Regions from separate parts of the Hordeum vulgare genome. Here all the other regions are linked to region 1. A link is a contact called in public Hi-C data. All regions are on one chromosome and are shown on one strand. Each heading gives the region's core, a stretch centred on a gene start, on an enhancer-like site or on the middle of the called end of the contact. The rest is flanking DNA. Distances are from core to core; before and after follow the strand shown. Region 1 holds the start of LOC123402899. Region 2 holds the start of LOC123402030 (protein ABHD18). Region 3 overlaps LOC123406337.

What was found. A called contact is a pair of places that touch in the nucleus more often than the background predicts.
Region 2: a contact with region 1 is called in a Hi-C map of leaf, with 5 times the contacts expected there. The contact joins the promoter of LOC123402030 here to the promoter of LOC123402899 in region 1. A contact is called at or near these places in 4 of 6 Hi-C or Micro-C datasets (leaf and seedling) and 1 of 1 datasets of contacts at active chromatin or transcription factors (embryo).
Region 3: a Hi-C map of leaf shows a contact between it and region 1, with 6 times the contacts expected there. The contact joins the enhancer-like site here to the promoter of LOC123402899 in region 1. A contact is called at or near these places in 5 of 6 Hi-C or Micro-C datasets (leaf, seedling and an unstated tissue) and 1 of 1 datasets of contacts at active chromatin or transcription factors (embryo).

What each region holds. Positions count from the first base shown.
Region 1 is chr6H:149,183,830-149,186,748 of MorexV3_pseudomolecules_assembly, reverse strand. LOC123402899 reads left to right here and starts at 1,378. Exons shown (of 12, transcript XM_045096865.1): 1 at 1,378-2,619; 2 at 2,718-2,919. The coding sequence starts at 2,067.
Region 2 is chr6H:149,413,790-149,416,708 of MorexV3_pseudomolecules_assembly, reverse strand. LOC123402030 (protein ABHD18) reads right to left here and starts at 1,381. Exons shown (of 6, transcript XM_045095887.1): 1 at 1,215-1,381; 2 at 54-501. The coding sequence starts at 429.
Region 3 is chr6H:148,973,715-148,976,633 of MorexV3_pseudomolecules_assembly, reverse strand. It overlaps LOC123406337, which reads right to left. Exons shown (of 10, transcript XM_045099833.1): 2 at 759-883; 3 at 1-673. Among protein-coding and RNA genes, the nearest start is that of LOC123406337, 14 kb to the right of the region's middle. Within about 2 kb of position 1,528, at least 1 of the 3 cell types and tissues checked has open chromatin away from gene starts, as enhancers often do. A contact at or near this core is called in leaf, where this site is marked.

The DNA of each region.
Region 1 (2,919 bases), core at 129-2,628:
GAAGAAGTTCAAAATGAAACAATCCAAGAAGGGGTTCTTGCCTATGTTACAAGGTATAAAGTTGAGTAAGATCAATGTCCGATAATTGTAGAAGATAGAGAAAAGATGAGTGTGGTCCCCTATGCTTCAGCCATAGGGTCTATCATGTATGCAATGTTGTGCACAAGACCGGATGTCAGCCTGGTCATAAGTATGGCGGGAAGGTTTCAAAGTGATCCAGGAGTAGAACACTGGGCGGCGGTTAAGAATATTATGAAGTACCTGAAAAGGACTAAGGAAATGTTTTTCGTTTATGGAGGTGACGAAGAGCTCGTCGTAAAGGCTTACGTCGATGCAAGCTTTGACACTGATCCGGATGACTCTAAGTTTCAAACCGGATACGTATTTATATTTAACGGGGGTGCGGTAAGCTGGTGCAGTTCCAAGCAAAACGTCGTAGCTGATTCTACATGTGAAGCGGAGTACATAGCTGCCTTAGAGACGGCTAAGGAGGGTGTCTGGATGATGCAGTTCATGTCAGATCTTGGAGTAGTGCCAAGTGCACTAGACCCAATCAATCTGTTCTGTGACAACACTGATGCCATTGCTCTAGCCAAGGAACCAAGGTTTCACAAGAGGACCAGACACATAAAGCGACGTTTCAATGTCATCCACGATTACATCAAGGAGGATGACAAAAATATTTGCAACATACTTCGGATCCTATAGCCACCCCACGTCCTCTCTCCGTCTCGAATCGCATCGTGCCACGTCCCCACGGTCGTTGAACTAGTTTTATATCTCCATTTACATCATCATCCATTGGAGTTGTATTTTTACATCACCAATTTACATCATCTATTGGGGTTGCCTTTTTTAAAAGATGTAAAATGTATTTTTTTTTAAGATGTGAACATTTACATCTTTTGTTTTACATATCCATATTTACATCAATCTATTAGTGATGCTCTAAGTTTGGTTCACGCATGGAAATCCGAGAACAAAAATCACGGTGCGGATGCCATCCAAGTTAGGGCCAGTTCTTTTGATAGCTTTTTTGGGCTTTTAGAATAAGCTACCCCTACCCAGCTTATTCTATAATCTCATCTAAAAATATTTTTCTAGAAGCCTAGTAATCAAGACTTAATTCGTAGGTTTTTAAAAAAATATATTTGATTGAGCTTTTAAAATAAGCTGGGTAGGGGACAACTTATTTCAGAGTTTGTAGAAGCTATGAAAAGAACTGGTCCTTATATGGCGTGTCGATCGATCCTAACCGCAACCACCAAACTAGCTAGTTCCAGCGAGCCGAGGTCACAACAAAGATGGTCAGATAGATGTGTTATACACGCTCTCGTGAGTCTATAATGGTAAATTGCAGTTGCACACTTGCAGTGGAGTTCAGCAAGGCTCCTCTTCCTTACGCGTGTTGGCGGTGACCTGCCTGCCTGCCATTCTGGTCTGAGCTCAGTCCGGAAATTCAAGAACAGAAATGGACGACGATTCCTGGCGCGGCGTGGCGTGCGTCCGTCTTGTACCGCGATCGATCTGCGACGCTGCTGAGGTACATGGACGCGCCAACTGCCGCCGGTGCTGATCAAGACGGTGGTACCAGCTACGCCTAGATCACATCGTTTTCCAACGAACGCTCCGACGTGTAAGCAAGCGACGCCGGCCGTGCCGTCACCCCGTCTATTCCATTCCCGTCGATGGTTGCGGCCCTTCGGGTCCAAGACTGCCTCCCCTCGATGCGCGTTTCTTGCGTCTCCCCCGCGCCGATCCCTCCACGCGCACGCACCGAAAGAGATCCGCGATTTTTCTCAGAAAAAAGAATCCCCTTCTTCTTCCTCGCGGAACCGAAATCGCCACTCGCCCACCTTCTGTGGTCGCTCTCCGAGCTCTCGGAGTGCGTTGTCGCCGTCGCGTCGCTTGTAAGCCTGTTGCTTGACCCTCCCGCCTTCCTCCGTCTATAATTGACGGTTCTTGGAGGCTCTCCTTGCCCTGTATTGTACGCCCGGAGTGCGGTGGCAGTCGAGCGTTGACGGCTAAGGAGTGAGTGGTTAGTGTATTCTTACGGAGGGAGGGGAATGGCGCGAGGCGTGGCGGCGGCGGCGGCCTTGGGGGTCGTGGCGGTGCTCTTGACCGCCGCCGCGGCGAAAGTCTGCACCAACACGTTCCCGTCGTCGGATTCGGTGGCGACCCACGCGGAGCGCGCCGCGGCGCAGCTGCGGCTGCCTGCCGGCCACGGGCACGGGCACGACCACGAGCAGCACCTCACCCCGACCGACGAGTCCGCCTGGATGGAGCTCATGCCGCGGAGGTCCCTAAGCGGCGGCGGCGGCAGCACCCCGCCGCGCGAGGCGTTCGACTGGCTGATGCTCTACCGCAGGCTCCGGGGCGGCGCCGCCGCGGTGGACGGCCCCGCGGGCCCTTTCCTCTCGGAGGCGTCGCTGCACGACGTGCGGCTCCAGCCGGGGACCATCTACTGGCAGGCCCAGCAGACCAACCTGGAGTACCTGCTCCTCCTGGACACAGACCGCCTCGTCTGGAGCTTCCGCACGCAAGCCGGCCTCACGGCGACCGGGACGCCCTACGGCGGGTGGGAAGGGCCCAACGTCGAGCTCCGGGGACACTTCGTCGGTGCGCCGCCGCCACAATCTTGCCCTGCTCATTCCCACATGCCAGTCGCTCGTCTCAACTGAAATTTTGTTAGCCTGACGCTGTTCTCTGCATTGCAGGGCACTACCTGAGCGCCACGGCCAAGATGTGGGCGAGCACGCACAATGACACCCTCCGTGCCAAGATGTCGTCAGTCGTCGACGTGCTATACGACTGCCAGAAGAAGATGGGCACAGGGTACCTGTCAGCCTTCCCATCAGAGTTCTTCGACCGCGCTGAAGCCCTCACCACTGTCTGGGCTCCTTACTACACAATCCACAA
Region 2 (2,919 bases), core at 132-2,631, 230 kb before region 1:
AAGATGATAATGGTACACCAAGATAGAGTAAGATCGAGATACAAATTTTGTACCTGCCAAATGGACCACGCAAGCCATCTTCTCTGGTGAGACATCCTTGGGCGTAAGAAAAGCAACTCTTGCATTGTGACTCTCAGGAGGCAATGCATCAATTAGTCTCTCATCACATGTTGTCCGGAAAACACCCTCTCGCAGACAAGAGTTCTTTGTCTCCCAAACTGTTTTCCATTTAGGCTGCACAGCAGTTGGTGGCCAGCTCTGGCAAGGCGCTTCCGGGAAAAGCTGCTTCACCATCCTCTCTAACAAATCAAGTTTGGTACCTCCCCATCCCTTTGAGAAAAATGGTGTTCCTAATTTCGTGCGATGAAGGAGAGTCCCATATATATGGTCCAATACATAATGTACTAACCCAACATTCACGGATACCATATTCAAGAATGTCTGATTAAAGTTGATTACTCCACTTGACCACAAATTACAACCAGAAACACCGACAAATGCCTGCGCCAAAACATTTTAACAATTGTCCAAGTCAGCATATATTACATAACAGGAACATTATTAACAATTAAAAGCAAGGGAATGGTTTCCAGCGGTAACTTAAAGCAAGAATAAATTGAAGCAAGCCCGCTAGTAGCTTAAATTTTTGGATATAAAGCATAGCCCACTAGGAAAACAAGTATGGAAGGGATTCGCCGGAGCAATGCAGCATCATGGCATCAGACATTGAGATTCAAGGACAACAGTCACATCACAGACACCTACACATCAACTAAAAGCAGCATCTCTGCCAAAGGAAACGGACCTAATCGAGGCAGATCTGGAAGATAATTACTCGAGGTATTCGACAGGAGAGGAGACAGGACACCTGACGACGCCCAATGCAGGCAAATCCAGGCGCGCTCACATCTAGTAATAACTATCCAGGCCAGGAATCCAGCTCGCTGTGAAGGCTGCAATGCTCGAGCCGACCAGGCAGACGCCGACTCTCTTAAGAAGCGCACCTGCCTAATCCGTGGCGGACGGGAGCCAGCGACGACGGCGGCGGGACGCCAAGAGACCACGGGAGCCTCGCGGTCCGTCGGGAGGCAATCCGGATCGAGATCCACGGGAGGGGGGGAGGGAGAGTCAGAGAGAGACGGAGGCCGCGAGAGAAGCGGTCGCGGGGAAGGGGGTGGGGGAGATGGAGGGGGCGGTGGCGCGCCGTGAATTACCTCGTTGGATCCGCGGCGGCGCGAGGAAGGCGGCGCGGGGATCGCTGGCGTGGGGATTGTCGCCGGGTGCGGATTGTGGGACGGAGGCTGGAGATTTGGAACGAGTTCTTTTTGGCTGCGTTGTCGGGCGCGCGCGAGCGAGGGGGGAGAAGGTATAGGAGGACACGGTGGGCGACGGCCGCGGGGACCCGCACTCGGTTTTGGATGAGGACATCGAGGCGGATAAGGTGCAGCCAGGGAGCGGATGATGCCTGCGCTGCCTACGCGCCGATTGCGACGTGCGTGTACAACACGAGTTTCTAATCGAAACGGACACCGAGTAAAGTTGATCAGCTTATCTTCACCTAAAACACACCGAGTTGATTTTACAAAAAAAAATCATTACTGTTTATGACATTAAACTCGTAGTATATATTAAATATTTTTTTAAATACTCATATCTTTTAAACCGTAACTCCAAATTTAACATATTATACATGGAATTTGATTAGAAAAATATGTATAATTTAAATATGATATTATTTTATCTGTTAAACGTTTAATAAAAATACTATCTAGGGTGCAATCTTAATAAAGAAGTCACTATTCGTCTTTCTTTCATACCGGTACTCATCCGGGTTGGGAATGAACACGTCAACAAAATCAGGATTAGAGATGAAACTGAAGGTCACTTGACTGATTCTTTGTACGTATTAAATCTACATGCAAGCCGTGTTAAAATAGAAGACCTGTGAAATTTTAAACTGCATTTTTGTAGGATAAGACCATCTTTATTTGTATCGTAACTATAAATTCTCAAATTATAGACATTTTTTATAAATTAAGAGCGTGTGTCGTGTGATATTTTTTTCTCCCGTTGCAACGCATGGGCCCTTTTGCTAGTTAATTCTAAAAGGGAAGCACTTTGCGCCTGCACGCCGACCCAACTGTTGGGCCGGTCGTCCTGCAGCCGTCAGATCTGTCCCTTCCGAACCATCGGATTCTATCTTTCCCAACCTTCAGCACGCGCACGGGAAAAGGAAGAGGCCCGCCTCGCACGCGCCGACGCCCCAGCACGCGCCGACCGCCTCGCCTCGCCTCCTCATCGCTGGTCGCCCTCACCGTCGGTCGCCGCCTCAGCCGCCGGTCGAAGCACCATGGATGCAGCTCCGCGACTCAGCTCGTCCAGACCACTCGCCGCCCCGCGCTCCGGGACTCAGCTCGCCCACCATTCGCTGCCCCCGCCGCTGCTCATGCCCGTCGGTCTTCACCTTGTCGGTCGCACCTCACCCCCTGTGTTGCAAACGCTGGAAAAAAAGTTTCAACCGTGTATAGAAAAGCTTCAACCGTTAAAAAAAACAGCTTCAACCAAAAAATTCAACGAGGGAAAGTTGCAAACGTTGATAGAAAAGCTTCAACCGTATATGGAAAAAGTTTCAAACGCCGCTCCGGCTGCAGCATCTCACGTGGTCACTCCTCAAAAAGTTGCAATCATGTATAGAAAAGCTTCAACTGTTAAGAAAAAAAGCATCAACCAAATACTTCAACGATGAAAAAGTTGCAAACGTTGACAGAAAAAGCTTCAACCGTATATAAAAAAAAAGTTTCAACCGTCGCCCCCGCTGCAGCATCTCGCGTGGTCACCTTCGGTCACCGCCGTCAGGCACGGCGGCTGCCGGTGGAGAAGCCACAACGCTCGCCGACAGCGCCTGAGGTTGCAGGAGGG
Region 3 (2,919 bases), core at 279-2,778, 210 kb after region 1:
TGCTGACTCCACAAGTAGTTTCTCTCGCTCGCCTTGTACATTAAAAACAGCGCTTGGATGACCTAGTATCATGTAAGCACAGAGCACTACCCTTGGTGAATATCTAGGTAACTTGCCAGCGTCAGAATTTCTAGTTGTCTTTTTTAGTGTTACTCTAGCTCTTGCTGCACTACTTGGTAGGATTCTCGTATTTGGTGATCCCAGGTGCTTGAGTAGATGGTCGATATTTTCTGGTGTGCATGAACTTGATGTCTCAGAAAGAATAAAACGACTCTCCAAGCAATCAAGCAATGCCCTGGTGGTCTGAAGAACTTTTGGAGATTCAATACAGAGAGCTAGTTTTTCAAATGGTAGAGAATTAGCAGATTCCTGATTTATCCCCAGCACGTCAAAGGCCGCAGCCAACACCGCTGTTGTCTCCCTGTACTTGTTCTCTGATGTCACTCTTTGCCCAAAGAACCTTTTTGTCCTCTCCTCTAGCGCAGCTCGCCTCTGCAAGCGAGCATGCAAGAGTTGAATACGATTCTCCTCCGCTTGCTGTACCCGATGTTCAACTCTCATGCCAAGCTCCTCCCTTTCCCTGTTGAACCTCATTTCTGCATCCTTCTTAGCAGCCTGACGCAGCTCATCCAATTTAGCTAAACGATTCTGCTCTTTCTCCAAGAGGCTCAACCTACAATTATAGAATTTTCTTGAATGCTCTTTTTGCGAAAAAAGAATCAAACAACATACTCTACCGGTCTGCCTCTTTTGATTACCTCTTCTGCTTAGCAGCCACAAGCTTCACTTCAAGGCGCCGCTGCTTGGGATCCTCCCCCTGAGATGGCTGTGAAGTACTCCTGACCGCACGCCTTGCTTTGCATGATAATGTTTCATGGAATTGCTGGAGAGCACAACAATTTATATAAGTAAGCAGTAGCAAACATATATGTTTTACCAGTCCATGAAACTTCACAAATTTTACCCCATTTTGGTCATTTCACCCTTCACACAGTTCTCAAAAGTCAAAAGTTAGTTAGCAAAAAACAAGAGAATGAACTTTCTGGTCATATAAATTGTAATGGAGACTCAACATCCTTACCATCAGAACCAACCAGGACTCAAACAAACCCTCTTCTAATCAATGCAGCAAGACACAAAGCTTTCACGTTTTCTCTACAAAAAAATAACTAGGCAGGGCTCCCATTCCCACAAAGTTAAGATAAACCTCAACTGCCTTGCAGCTCTAAGATCTGATCAAATAAACTAACACACGGTGCCAACTTGGCAGCCAATTCGCCAGCATGAAGGTCGACACAGCTCTGAGACCTGGTGGGTTCGTGGTATAGTTTTTCAAGAAGTTCTTGGGGGTTAGTAAAGAGTTTTGTTCTTCAAATTCTCAAGGACGTAACTACGTAGCGGCGCCGCATACCCGCGTTGCCATGCGGCGGCTGCTAAACCATTCATTAACGCAAGAAGAAGCGATGAGGTCTTTTTTTTTCTTTTAAAATTTCTTGTCGTCACACAATACACCGCATGCAGAGGACACCAAAGCATAAAAAAAGCACCTGTCGCTTTCAATCCACACTATGTGCTCTATGCATGCATGCATGTGCATGTATGTAGGCTGTAAAAAATGATTTATCTCACAGATTAATAATTTGATTGGAGATTCGCCTTCACCATTAGGTTCGTCTCGACGAGACCTTCAAAATAAGATCTCATGTTGACATGTTTCGTTGATTTTTTTTTCGTTATTCATAGTTGCCACATTTATGTCATCATAGTTGTCATCTTACGGGTGTACAGTTGTCACAAAAATTATACATAGTTGCCGAAACAATAATTTTATACTTTTTAAGTATTGCAGTGTTATGTGGAGCTAAAAAGTATTTATTAAAGCACTAACAATAAGCAAGTAAATGCATGAACCAGCACAAACACAATGAATCAAGTTTTTTAGTGGGGGTATATGGACATTCATGAATCTGATAAGCAAGTTAATTTAATGTGAGAACTATATGACCAATAATGTGACAAGTAAAGTCATTCCAAGGCGACCAGCTGAACGGGTTGCTCTGGGAATAGCTCTGGCGATAGCTCCGGCGATGGGCGGCTCCTCTCCGGCGGCCGAGACCTGACGTTGCGCGGTGCCCGCTGTCGGCCGCCGGCCGGCGTGCTGCCTTGCCCGATGCCCCCGCCTCCCCTGCAAGGGGCGCCCTCCCTTTGCTTCCCCCGGTCGCCTCGACGTTGGGCGGACTGGGCGGACGATCCCGACCCCGATGACTTGGCTTCTTCTGATGGTGACGGCCGGCTGGAGCTGCCGGTGTCCCTGGCGCCGCCGTCGCTCGGCTCGTTCTTGGCTGCGGAGCGACCTGCCCGCCGGCGGCCGGGGAAGGAGGTCGGGCGGCGGTCGCCGGTGCTCTGCCCCCTTGTGGTTCCCCCTCTCACCTCCTCGGCCCGAGCCGGTTCGCTGCCTGGGTTGTCCCCCGTGGCAGCCGCCGGTGAGGGCCCCCGCGAGCCCCGACCAGGCGCTGGTGCCCTGCCTCCTGGGGCGGCGGCGCCGGTGCCGGCGGCGGCGGGAGGAGCCCGTGCTCCTGGTTTGTCCCCTTCCCCGTGCCCTAACTTCCCGGGCCGGCTGGCGGGCGGATGGGCCGGCTCTCCCCGTGGGCCGCTGCGAACGGGGCCTGGGCCCATCTCTGCTAGCGAGATGGCCTGGGCCTCCCGCCGTGCCTCCCGTGTGCTGGAGAGGGTTAACCGGCAGTGGGCCGGCGCCCACCTGGGCCTCCCCCCGCGCTCGCGCCCGGGCCCAGGCCTGCGTCGGGCGGTCCGGCTCGGGGCTAGGGTTCCCCCTGCCCAGCTCGCGCCACCGCCACCTCGCAGCCTCGCCCCGTCCCGATCCAATCCCCCTCGCTCTCGCCCGACAGGTTCCCGCTCCTG